Linked DNA regions of Muntiacus reevesi: region 1 is linked to region 2. Evidence: chromatin contacts called from public Hi-C data. All regions are on one chromosome and are shown on one strand. Each heading gives the region's core, a stretch centred on a gene start, on an enhancer-like site or on the middle of the called end of the contact. The rest is flanking DNA. Distances are from core to core; before and after follow the strand shown.

Evidence for each region. Hi-C and Micro-C count contacts between places; a contact is called where the count stands out from the background.
Region 1: a Hi-C map of muscle shows a contact between it and region 2, with 5 times the contacts expected there. The contact joins the promoter of BRD7 here to the promoter of CNEP1R1 in region 2. A contact is called at or near these places in 2 of 3 Hi-C or Micro-C datasets (blood and muscle).

The regions. Positions count from the first base shown.
Region 1 is chr2:231,948,072-231,953,918 of mMunRee1.1, forward strand. BRD7 (bromodomain containing 7) reads right to left here and starts at 2,744. Exons shown (of 17, transcript XM_065925304.1): 1 at 2,442-2,744; 2 at 1,804-2,012. The coding sequence starts at 2,490.
Region 2 is chr2:231,663,113-231,669,125 of mMunRee1.1, forward strand. CNEP1R1 (CTD nuclear envelope phosphatase 1 regulatory subunit 1) reads left to right here and starts at 2,104. Exons shown (of 6, transcript XM_065925288.1): 1 at 2,104-2,604; 2 at 3,643-3,714; 3 at 5,885-5,958. The coding sequence starts at 2,580. It also overlaps the pseudogene LOC136157445.

The sequences.
Region 1 (5,847 bases), core at 1,494-3,993, 290 kb after region 2:
TGTTAAGAGCTTGAAGAATGAGTACACAACCACCAAACAAATGAAAGCAATTAGCCAACTGGTCAATATCAGACCTGTATATGTATATTACATTTTTCTCCACTAAACGATAATTAGAAATGAACACTGAATATTGAATTTACTAAGAACTGAGATGTATCTACAGTGGGAGAATGCAGGAAGGGAAACTGGAGGCATGGAGCTATATAAGGACATTAATTTAAATTCTCATCTTCAGTAACATGATGCCAATAAAAGATGTACAAATAAAATCAGTAAACGGCAACATAAACCAACATTTAGAAATGGACATCAATATCCAAAGAAAAAACTAAAAAGTTTGGGAAGGATGCAACAGGAGTTTACTTTTATGTTTAAATGTATTAATAGTACTCTTGACTTTTTAAAACTATGCTCATAAATTACTTTATCCTGTAATAATAAATAATTAAAAAACAATCCCCCCACAACAAAACTGGTTACTTCTGGAGAGAAAGACTAAATGAGATACTTGAGTGAGGAAAACTTTTTCTCTCCTCCTTCTTGTTCACTTCTGTATCACTTGAATTAAAAAAATCATGGCTTTTACAATTTAGGGGAAAAAACATTTGACAGTTCTATGTTTAGTCACAGCCTAGACAAAGGCAATAAACACTGGGGCAGAAAGACATAAATAGGAAATTCCAAAAAGAGACTACGATTTAGGGACTTAACAATGTGTTTAATCACATGGTCTAGAACATTTCTGTTGTATATATAAATATAAAAAAATTATAAAATAAGCCTACAGAGATTTAGCTTCAAGTTCCAGTAAATGATTCAATAAGTTACTTGGTGACAGGTTAAATTTGGGAAGTGCAGAAGCAGTCTAGGACAATTCCAGGTACATATGTGATCATCCTTGGAAGGAAAGTTTATTATTACTATTTCACCCAGATGACAAACAGGGATGGCAACCACTTTCTTTTTTCCTTTCTAGTATCTGCAAGTGGTTAAGAAAATGCTTATTTTTATTACTGCTGTCATATCCCTTGAAGGTTTCTGATCAAATTATCACTTCAACAGACTCAGACTTTGTCTTAAAAGATGAAAGTCATTCATTATGTATTTGGCATTACAGTATTTCAGAAGAAAATCTGAATCCCAATAAATCCCATTTACTTTTTAAAAACATTTAAATTTATTTTTAATTGGAGGTTAACTACAAATTAGTTGGAAGTTAACTACAACATTCTATTGGTTTCTGCCATGTATCAACATCAATCAGCCATAGGTATACCTATATTCCCTCTTGAACCTCCCTCCCAGCTCCCAGAGGGGGGAAGAAAAGGGTGGTGCGAATTAACAGAGCAGCACTGAAACATTTACATTACCATATGTAAAACTAGACAGCCAGTGGGAATTTGCTGTATGATGCAGGGGGCTCAAATCCGGTGCTCTGTGACAACAGTTACTTTTGAAATGACTGTTTCCCCAAAACATCAAAAACTGAGCTTTGCTAGGGCATGACTTTTACCTTTCCTAGATGGAAAAACCACTCTTTGAAGCAGCTCCTGAAAATGAGGACTTCGCTGTTCACTCACCTGATGTGTGAGTACAACTAAGAACATAATTAAAGAGCTGTTGAAACTCATAGATGACTGATGTTTCTATTCTGCCCTGCTCTTCCTCAAAGTCAGCCCGATTTTATGGGCGTTTCAGCATCTCATTGGACACAAAATAAAGTGAGGTTGGCAGGGGGAGGCGGCAACGCTCAGAAAGTGGTACCACCTTCAAAGCTGAAGCAACGCAACGACCCTTTACCTTTACACGTCTCCGTTTTCTCCCCTTTTCTTCCCCTGGAATCTGCTTCTCTCCTTTCTTTCTCTTTTTCCGCTTTCTCTCTTTGTGTTTGTCATGATCGTTTTTGTCTTCAAAGAGGCTGGAGTCGTGCCCAGAACTGCCCGTGGAGAGCTCGGTAACTTCGTTCCCTCCCACTTTGAGGACCAGCTTCAGGGGCTTCTCTACATACTCTTAAACGAAAGGAAAGGATCTCGATTAAAGGAAAGCCTCGCCGGGCAGTATCCAAAACGCAGAGTAAAACTGGGTAGGGATAGTCAGTCTGAGGCGGCCAATGGCTCGCAGTGGGCGCCCCTCGGCGCACCTGTTGAATGACGGACACTCGCCAAGTGGACGCCCCGAACGCTCCCGGGCCTCTCGGGACCGCCTCACACCTCCCAACCGGAGTCCCGCCCAGGCCGGACGTCCCGGGTTCGAACGCCGCCCCCGCCTGGGGGGTCTGGCGCGGCTCAGGCGGGCCGCGCCCCCTTTGCGGGTCCAGGCCTGCCCGCCGGAGGTGCGACCCCCGGCCCGCCTCGGAAGCTGGAGAGTTGTCTCGAAGGCACGAAAACTCCACCAAGCGGCCATAGGCTCGCCGCCCCCCACCGTGGCCCACTCCTCACCCTCGTAGAGGTGTTTGTCCGACTTATGCTTTTTGTGCTTCTTGCCCATGTCCGATCGGGCCCCGGTGCCCGCCCCCCGCGCCAGGCCCAGGCCGTGCGGCGCCGCTTCCGGTCCGGGCCAGGCGAGCGGAGGGCGGGAGCGGGGCCCGCGAGACCCCGCGCCGCGAGGCAGGGGGACGGCGTGCGCCGAGCGGCGCGAGGCCCCTCACGAATAGACCCAGCCGCGCCCAAGCGCGCGAGACCCAGCCGGAGCCGGAGAGCGGCGGCAGGTTGGCGAGTGGCCGGCGCGGAAGCGGGAGAGAGGGCCTGCCGCGCGCGCAGAGAGTGGTCGGCTGGGCGTGGCGGCCCCTGGCGGCTGGAGGTGGCACTGCAACCTGAGGCCTGGGGGCGGAGTCGGCTCGGGGGCGGAGTCCGGTTCGTGGGTGGGGCCAGGGCGGGGTCCACCGCTCTGAAATTCCCGTTTTTCTGTCTGCCTCTCTTTCTTTCCTGCCTAGATTCCTACCCTCTCTCCCTCCTCCTTGCCCCTCCTTCCTTTCATCCTTTTTCTTATCTTTTTTATCACCTTACTTCCTTTCTGACTCCTCTCTTCTCTCCCGCTTTCCCTAGCGTCTATCTTCATTTGTTGAATCCTGTGCTGGACGCCAGACCCAGGAAACCCAGAACATTGGTAGCGGAAGGATTCTAATCTCTAAAACAGAACAAAACAAACTTATATAATGATATGTAAAGACCTTCAAGACCTTAATTAAAACAATACCAACAAAGTATGGAGCAGAGTGTATTCAGTAAGATGCATTTATGGAAATAAACGTTGGCATTTGAATAAAAAGGCTGTGATGGATACACAAGAACGGTTAATAGTGGTTATCTCAGGAGACTAGGACTGAGACTGGAGTTGATTGGTTTAGTTTCATGCTTCTCTGTATTTTTTGAAAATTTTCTCACTTGCATATTTATTATTTTTTGAAATGAAAAGAAAGAAAATTTAGAAATTAGATTGAAAAAATGATGAAAATAATCTGGATCCCCACAAAGCAGAGGTCCAGACTAACACTATCGCTCTGTTGATGGAGGTCCACTCCTCTTTCCTGCTTTAGGCCCTGCTTCTCCTTGACTTTATCCTTAGATGCTGAACCCTACTGGTGAGATGAGTTATTCACAATTTTGTTCATTGGCACTTACCTGAATAAAATGTTAAGATGTGTTCAAGAGACCACATCCAGGGATGATGGCTGCAGAGAGACAAAATAATGTTGATATTTTTTGACATGACAACCTTGTAAGGTAGAAAGGGAGAAATATATTCCCAATTTACAGATGAGGAAATGGATGCCCAGAGAAATGAAGTAAGTTGCCACTTACTGGTAGAGCCAGGCTTCAAATCCAGGTTTTCTGGATCTGAATCATAACCTCTTTTTACTCTGAATATGATGAAGGGGGTCTTGACTGTCTCTGCGTTTAGGCTTACAGTGCACTGTGTGTTTCCAGATAAATCTATACTCACAAGAAAGGAACTGACATCGGTCATTTATACTTAAGAGTTTGGACCTCTGGATCACTTCTCCCAGGAAGGTGTGTAGCTTTCACTTGAACTGCAGTGGTTAAGTGGTAGACTTGTAATTTAGGGTCCTGTGGTCAAAGAATGATAGAAACCCAGTTTGAATTATTTCAGGTGAATAAAAAGATTAGTGGATCACATGTCCAGGAAGGGAGGAGTAAAGCTTCCCCAAAGAAAGATAGGAGCCAGGGATTTGATGCTTTCTTTCTTTGTCTCATCCTTCTGTGTTGGGCTCCATTTTCTTTTCTTACATGACTGAAAACATGGTTTCCAGCAGCTGTATCCTGACCGATTGGGAAAAGGGTCTCTTTCCTGTCAGCCTCATCCAGGAAAAAATTCCAGGAAAGGTCTCTGATTGGCTTGGCTTGGGTCACGTGTTTTATAGGCAAAGGGTTGGGAGATTGATCCAGCTTGGATACCAAGTCCATCCCTATGGCCAAGAGGAGTTAGAGTCTGTGACTGGCAGTCCCCATTAGAGTCCAGTGGTTAGTCAAGGAAGGTGAAGTTCCTTTAGAGGAGGGGAACTGATTTTTTACAAAGGATAGAAGTTTGTATCTGTAACAATCTGCTCTGGCCTCTCTGAGAAGGAGTTCAGAGTGGAGGAAAGGGGTCATGTTGGAGAAGGGAACCTCTGCTGCTCTGAAATCAAGCCACCAATGCCCCCTAGTGCAGAGCAAAGCTTCAGTTCAGTTCAGTCACCCAGTCATTTTCGACTCTTTGCAACCCCGTGGACTGCAGCATGCTTCCCTGACCATCATCAACTCCTGAAGCCTGCTTAAACTCATGTCCATTGAGTTGGTGATGCCATCCGACCATCTCATTCTCTGTTGTCCCCTTCTCTTCCTGCCTTCAATCTTTCCCAGCATCAGGGTCTTTGCAAATGAGTCATTTCTTCGCATCAGGTGGTCAGAGTATTGGAGCTTCAGCTTCGGCATCAGTCCTTGCAATGAATATTCAGGACTGATTTCCTTTAGGATTGCCTGGTTTGATCCCCTCGCAGTCCAAGGGACTCTCAAGAGTCTTCTCCAACACCACAGTTCAAAAGCATCAACTCTTATGATTCAACTCTCACATCCATACATGACTACTGAAAAAACCATAGCTTTGACTAGATAGACCTTTGTTGGCAAAGTAATGTCTCTGCTTTTTAATATGTTGTCTAGATTTGTTATAGCTTTTCTTCTGAGGAGCAAACATCTTTAATTTCATGACTGCAATCACCATCTGCAGTGATTTTGGAGCCCAAGGAAATAAAGTCTGTCACTTTTTCCATTGTTTCCTCATTTATTTGCCATGAAGTAATGGGACTGGATGCAAAGCTTTGGTGCAGTTTGTCAACCTTTTCAAAGCTATAATTCTTTTTGTTTTAAGGAGAACTGCTATGCCAACTGCACCTATGGATCTGGCCTCTGCTGTGGAGTGGATCTGGCCTCCCTCCAGACTGAACCTGTGAGCTTACCTGGCTTCTCCTCATCACCTGGTATGCTCCCCCAGGCGGGGTTTGAATCAGGGGAGCACAGCACCTTTGTGTCCACAGTACCCAACACAGTGACCACTGCTCTGCAAATGCCCCTCAGAACCAGCTCACCCTTTGTGCACGTGTCTTCCCTCTGAGCACCCTTTGATGGAGGGAAAAGGTCTGGTTACCTTGTCTTCATTAGGGAGTTTGTAATTTCCTTCCTTCCCTCAATAAAGATCTTACCTAGGTCCCAAAGTCTTCACAGCAGGGAAAAATGGGTGAGAACTCAAAGCAGAAAATACCTTGAAGAGAGAAATTCCTGGGAGATAGAAACCCCAGCTCATCTACTTTTTATTCCCAGCTCAAGGACAGTACCTGGCACATAAAAG
Region 2 (6,013 bases), core at 854-3,353:
AGAGTCACGTAAGAGTTTACTTCCAAACGTCAATATTTACAATACCAGAAAATACATCTTTTATAAGGATTCAAGTCCATGATGAAAATCTCAGCTGTAGTTTTTGAAACATGTGAGGAGGCATACAATTTGTGAAAATTATTTTAGAAGGTGTCGCCATGGAGATGGCAGGAAGATCCCTGTTGTAGTCACTCCAAGGGGCCATTGGAAGTTTCTGAGGACAACGTGTGATCTTTTAGTATTTTATGAATCACTATTTGGCAAAAGGGTGGGAACAGGAGGCTGGTGAGGGGTCACAGCTGTAAATCCAGGCTATATGGTGGCTTGGATTAGAGTGGGAGCTGCAGAAGTGGTGAGAAGTGATTAAATTTTAAATCGATGTGGATGATACAGGCAAGAGGATTTGCTACGGAATCTGATCTACCATGTGGAGAGAGAGAGGGAGAGAGAATCAAGGATAATTCCAGCGACAGCATTTGGAGCTGATCAACTCATCTACCTATTTCTAAACTCAACCCTAAAATGAATTTGATAACACGTTTTGGTTCATGTTGCTGCTGTGGGGTTTAAAGGAGGTTTACACACTCCTGAACTATAAAAGATGTAGCACCAGACCTCCAGAACAAATTTTAGTTATTGTATTGGCTATCCCTCTTTGAAGCAGATCTTCATCTTATCACTGATGTTTTAAGGGTTTTCAGTGTTCTGTCTTTTGTTTTTACACGAAACACTATCTTTTACACAGGGCAGGAGACCTTAGAGGGAGACCTTTGCAGTCTTGGCTTATATTCCAGTGTCTGGAACATGTAGTACTTAAATATTTGTTAAGTATCTTCTTGACAAATCTCACTGATATAATGTTTCTACAAATCTATATCCCTCGGTCTCCCCATTACTTCAGGTTCCAAATTTTTTAGCCTGACTATGAGCCCCCGTTTTCCTCTCTTCCTCCCTTACTGTTCCCCAGGCCCCCGTGATCCATACATGCAGGTGTCAATAACAGGATAAAAATGTACACCCTTTCAAAGGCATGTTCAATGTTGTTTTTTTTTGTACACAGATGAAAATGAGTCTGTGACATGAATGTGTGACTGATACACACTTCTGGGCAATTTTGTTTTACTTTTCTCATTGTAAATGAACCTGTTAATACCTACATTGGTGCCTTTCAATTTTTTTTTTTCAAACTTTTTTTTAATTGGAGCCCTCATTTACATATGTTTTACATTATGATCAGAACATAGCACATATGGAATACACACACAAACAAAATAAAAAATCATGAAATGACACATTTTTACTACTAGTGGTGCTAATATTTTAAGTTTTACTTTAGTTCATATTTACAAAATAACAGTTATGGCTCATTGCATGTCTTTCATGATCTTCTCTGGGGTTTTGACCCACAGTTTAAAAAAAAGATTGTGTTGGCGTGCTAAATGAGATAATGTATGTAAAGGGTTTGGCCCAGAGGAAGGCTCTGGAAGTGTTAAGGTAAAGGAGCCTACAAAGTGAAGTAATGGGCAAGGATGTGTCAATTCTAATGGCAAGTGGGGAAGAGGAAAACTGAAGGATGAGTGAATGAAATATCAACAGTGAAAAAAATCCCAGTGCCACTTGGAGCTTTTTAGTGCCCATCTTTGTTCGGCCAGTTGCTTCTTGGGGCTCTCAAATCAAACGTCCGGCTCTGTGTGTTAAATATCTCTTCCCTAGAACTAGTTCCCATTACCGACCACCACCCACCCCACCACCCACCTCCCGCTCTTATCTCACTGTATCCTATTACCCTGTTACTTCCTTCACAGAACCAAGCTTACCTGAAATTAATGATCTATTTGCATGTTTATTGTCTACTGTAACCCTTCCATTTTGAGGATAGGAGTCTTGTCTATCTTGCTAAACTGCATCCCTGATACAGTGCCTACCAGACATGCAATAGTTCTTGAATGAATGAGTGACCACAAGGAAAGGAGCCAGAGAGTTTTTTAATCAAATATAAAAGTAGTCAATGCCTTACAGATTCTTTTTTTTTTTAAGTTCCAGAACACTCATTTTACGATTTATGAAAATTGGATGACATGAGAAAAAAATAACCAAGGGAGAAATGTGTACTTAAAGGGCTCGTCGCCGTTCAGCCGCTCAGTCGTATCCGACTCTCGGAGATGCCAAGGACCGCAGCACGCCAGGCTTATTTAAGCAATGAAAGAACCAAGCAGGAAACTAGGAATAGTACACACACGAATGAATGAACTTTCCCGGACAGGCTGCAGTTCCTCCCCAGGACAGGAGGCGGCGCTAGTGTCACGCCAACTCAGCCGCCGACAACTCTTGGTCCTTCTGGCTGACCGTCCAACGCCAGTGCCCGAGAACCGTGAGGGAAGTAGCCAATAGAAAACCGTCTTAGTTACAGGGTCTGGCCGAAACGTCCAATGAGCGTAGCGGGTCTAGTCAAGGGGCGGTGCCAAAAAGAGGGGCGGAGGGAAGCGGTTAGAGGTGGGAGTTGGCGCTGCGGGCCGGGCAGGGACCGTGGAGCTGAGATGCGGACGGGGCCGCGCCGGTGACCGGAGCTGCCGCCCGACATGAACTCGCTGGAGCAGGCGGAAGGTAGGGTGCGCCTCCTGGGCCCTTCGCTAACTCCTCCACGGAAGCTCGCGGGGCTCTGGAGGCGCCGGAATCGTGGAAACCTGGTCGGGAGAGAGGAGGCCGCGAAGGATGGACTGACGGGGCCCGGAGCTGGGGGCGCGGGGGCCGGCCCAGGGGCCAAGGGGCGGCCGGACACGGCCTGGCGCTGCTTCCGGCGCGCGTGGCATCCGCCGCCGCTGGAGAGGCGCTGCGTCAGCTCCCCCAATTCCTGCCGCGTGGACCAGGGAGCTTCTCGCCCGGTTATTTCTATTTCTTACTTGTTAGCAAACCTTGTAGGGCGCTAACTCACTTTATTTTTTTTCTAGTAGTCGATAAGACTTGTATCCCTAATTTCTGCCTTGGTTTTTGGTAACTGCCGGGGTAAGGGAGTGCCTCTTGGTCTCCTTTTTAAAGTTTGAAAAGTGCAACTGAAAATGATACCTTACCTTGCTCATTCAGAGGAAACACCTTGAACGCCCCAATCTTGTACAACCAGGCGTCGGCGCTCCAGAAGTGCCACATAGATCATCTGTAAGCTCTTGGGCGGCTGGAAAGGGGAGCGTCTTTCCATTACCCATCCGTTAGCTGATCAGAAGTCCAGTAAGAACAGACTGAAAGCGTAGCTGTTAATTAAACATAAGTGTATCGAGACTTTGGCCCGAGGTAAGATATTGTCCTAATACGGAGTTCTTGATTCCAACAGAGTTAAAACTCGACTTGATTTTGATCCTTTACTTGCAACCCCAAATTTCTAGCTTTTGGCGTCGACTGAGGCTGCTACTGATTTTCCACATACCATTTTACGAGGAACTAGCTAGTTTTCTTATATATGAAATTGGAACTAAAGAAACCTAGTGTTTATCAAGGGCGTAAAGCTGTCATAGTAAAGAACTGGACAGTGCAGTGATACATGTGAGTTGGTGTGCAAGACCTGAAGCAGTTAAGAGTATTTTAAATTCATCGTAATAGATTCAGATTACTAAGAGTAGCTAATTTCAAAATTGAAATCTTTTTACGTAGATCTCAAGGCTTTCGAGAGGAGACTTACTGAATATATTCATTGCTTGCAACCTGCCACTGGACGTTGGAGAAGTAAGTGCTTGGACTTTTTTTTTTTTAAGGGAAAATAAGCTGACAGTTGATACTTTTATTCTGCCTAGCAGTGATTTGCTTTCACGTAAAACTTTTTGATTAACAAATGCTTGCTTAAAAAAAAAAACCAAACAAATGCTTGCTTTATTAAACCATAAGGTTCCCTTCTGTTTTGACAGTTTTAGGTCTATTTAATATTGTAAATGACGGCATTTTAAAGAAATTTTAAGAAAAGAAACTGACAACACTGAAAGGATAGTCGTATTTTGTGTGGTTGACTTTTTATTTTTATTTTAAAATACGTATATTTTGTTAGACATATATGAGAAATCTGGTTACCAGAACACGTAATAAAAATGTCAGTAGTCTGTTTAGCAGTTTTACAATTTTGCCTAGAAACTATTGAAGTAAAGTTTGTTGAAGGAAGTGATATTCAACAATACTGTAAAATATGACTTGAAAGAATTGTAGTTACTGCCCCATGGAAATATATAGGAAATAGGAAACATAGACAAATATATAAATGATAAGATCAATAAGCAGAATACTTTGTTAACTTAAGTTGGGAATCTTAATTTCTTGGCTGTTCATTGCTGAAGTTTAATTTTTTCCAAGAAGAGTGAAAAGTGAAAATGGCTCAGTCGTGTCCGACTCTTTGCAACCCCATGGCCTCTATTATAGTCCATGGAATTCTCCAGGCCAGAATACTGGAGTGGGTAGCCTTTCCCTTCTCCAGGGGATCTTCCCAACCCTGGGATCGCACCCAGGTCTCCCGCACTGCAGGTAGATTCTTGACCTGTTGAGCCACAAGGGAAGCCCACGAAGGACATACTTTATTTTGAAGTACGATTCAGTTGGTGGGACCGAACTGAAGAGGACTGTTGAAGTCAGGGGTCTTTTCCTGTGTCAAGTTTTTTTGTGTCATTTTTATTAAATCTATTTGCAAAGTGCTGAACATATGTTACAGGAATTCTGATTGGTCAGAATTCACAAGTAGTAATGATTTTTCTCAAGCTCTCCAGTTTACCTAGGAATTATCCTGAAAACCTTATTTCACTGTTACTTGGGAATATTTTTAAATGTATAGGATTATAAAATGTAATATAATGAATACACTTTTTCTCTGGTTCACAGTCTCAGTGCTTCCATATAAATGACTTCAGCTTGTTTAGTATACCCATGTCCTGCCTGGTGGGTTTGATTATGATTTTGCTTCATTTAAAAAAAAGAAAAATCAGTATACTTTAGTATATTTCTTATTGGAAATATAGAAATGGAAATAAAAAAACTGAGTTTAATCTGTTCTGAGCTGAGAGCATAAATTTGAAATTTTGAGTATTATTAAATAACTAAAATGAGATTGTTTTTCTATGATTTGCCTCTTCTAAACATGCATCACCAGAAGTTCTAGATAATTAAGGTTTCGCAATATTTCTGTTGCTCTTTGAAGCTTGATTTGTAAATTTTAGAAATGTTTGCATCCCAATGAAAGAAACTGTCTCGGCCCCCAGAATAGTATTTTAGTAATACTATTTATTCTCAAGTTTTACTTATGCTCCCTTTAGAATTTCTAAAATAATTCTACCTTAATGGGGAGAAAGAATCTAACTGGTACTGTCAGTAATTTCTACCCCAACTTTCCTTAAGTCCCTTAAAGAAAATCTGATACTGATTGGTGTGCTCCACACTCCTAACACTGACCTTTGTTTAATTCAACAACAGGCGGTTGTCTGCAAGGCAAAATTCTTTAGTCCGAGTTCTCAGTGCATTCATAAAAGAGTCTTTGTTTGGTTTGTTTACATTAAAAAATGAGGTTTTGGTGGGGAGTGTTTTTTGTTTTGAATTTACAAAATCTGCAGAAAGCATAAAACACATAACAGAAATTTACATTAAAGTTTTACCACCTTGGTTCTTACTGCTTTTAATTTCATAAATCTATAGAAATACTGACTAAAGAATTCAGGGGGACTGTATCCGCCTCAGTTACTGAGGTTCACATTGTTTTAGAGGATTCCCCAAGGTCTTGTGGCAAGTTTCCCTAATTCCTGAGTGGAGTACATTTTCCATTTAATGAAGTGCTGCATCCTCTGGCTGTTGTTTATTAAGAACTGGTAGTAGTATCATATTAATGGCTTGTTTCCTTACTAATTTCGTATTTATCTTTCATCAGTGCTTCTTATAGTGGTATCTGTCTGTACAGCTACTGGTGCCTGGAACTGGTTAATAGATCCTGAGACACAAAAGGTAGAAGTTTTGATTTAAAATCTTTCATAGATTAAGTGAGACAATGGCTATAGCA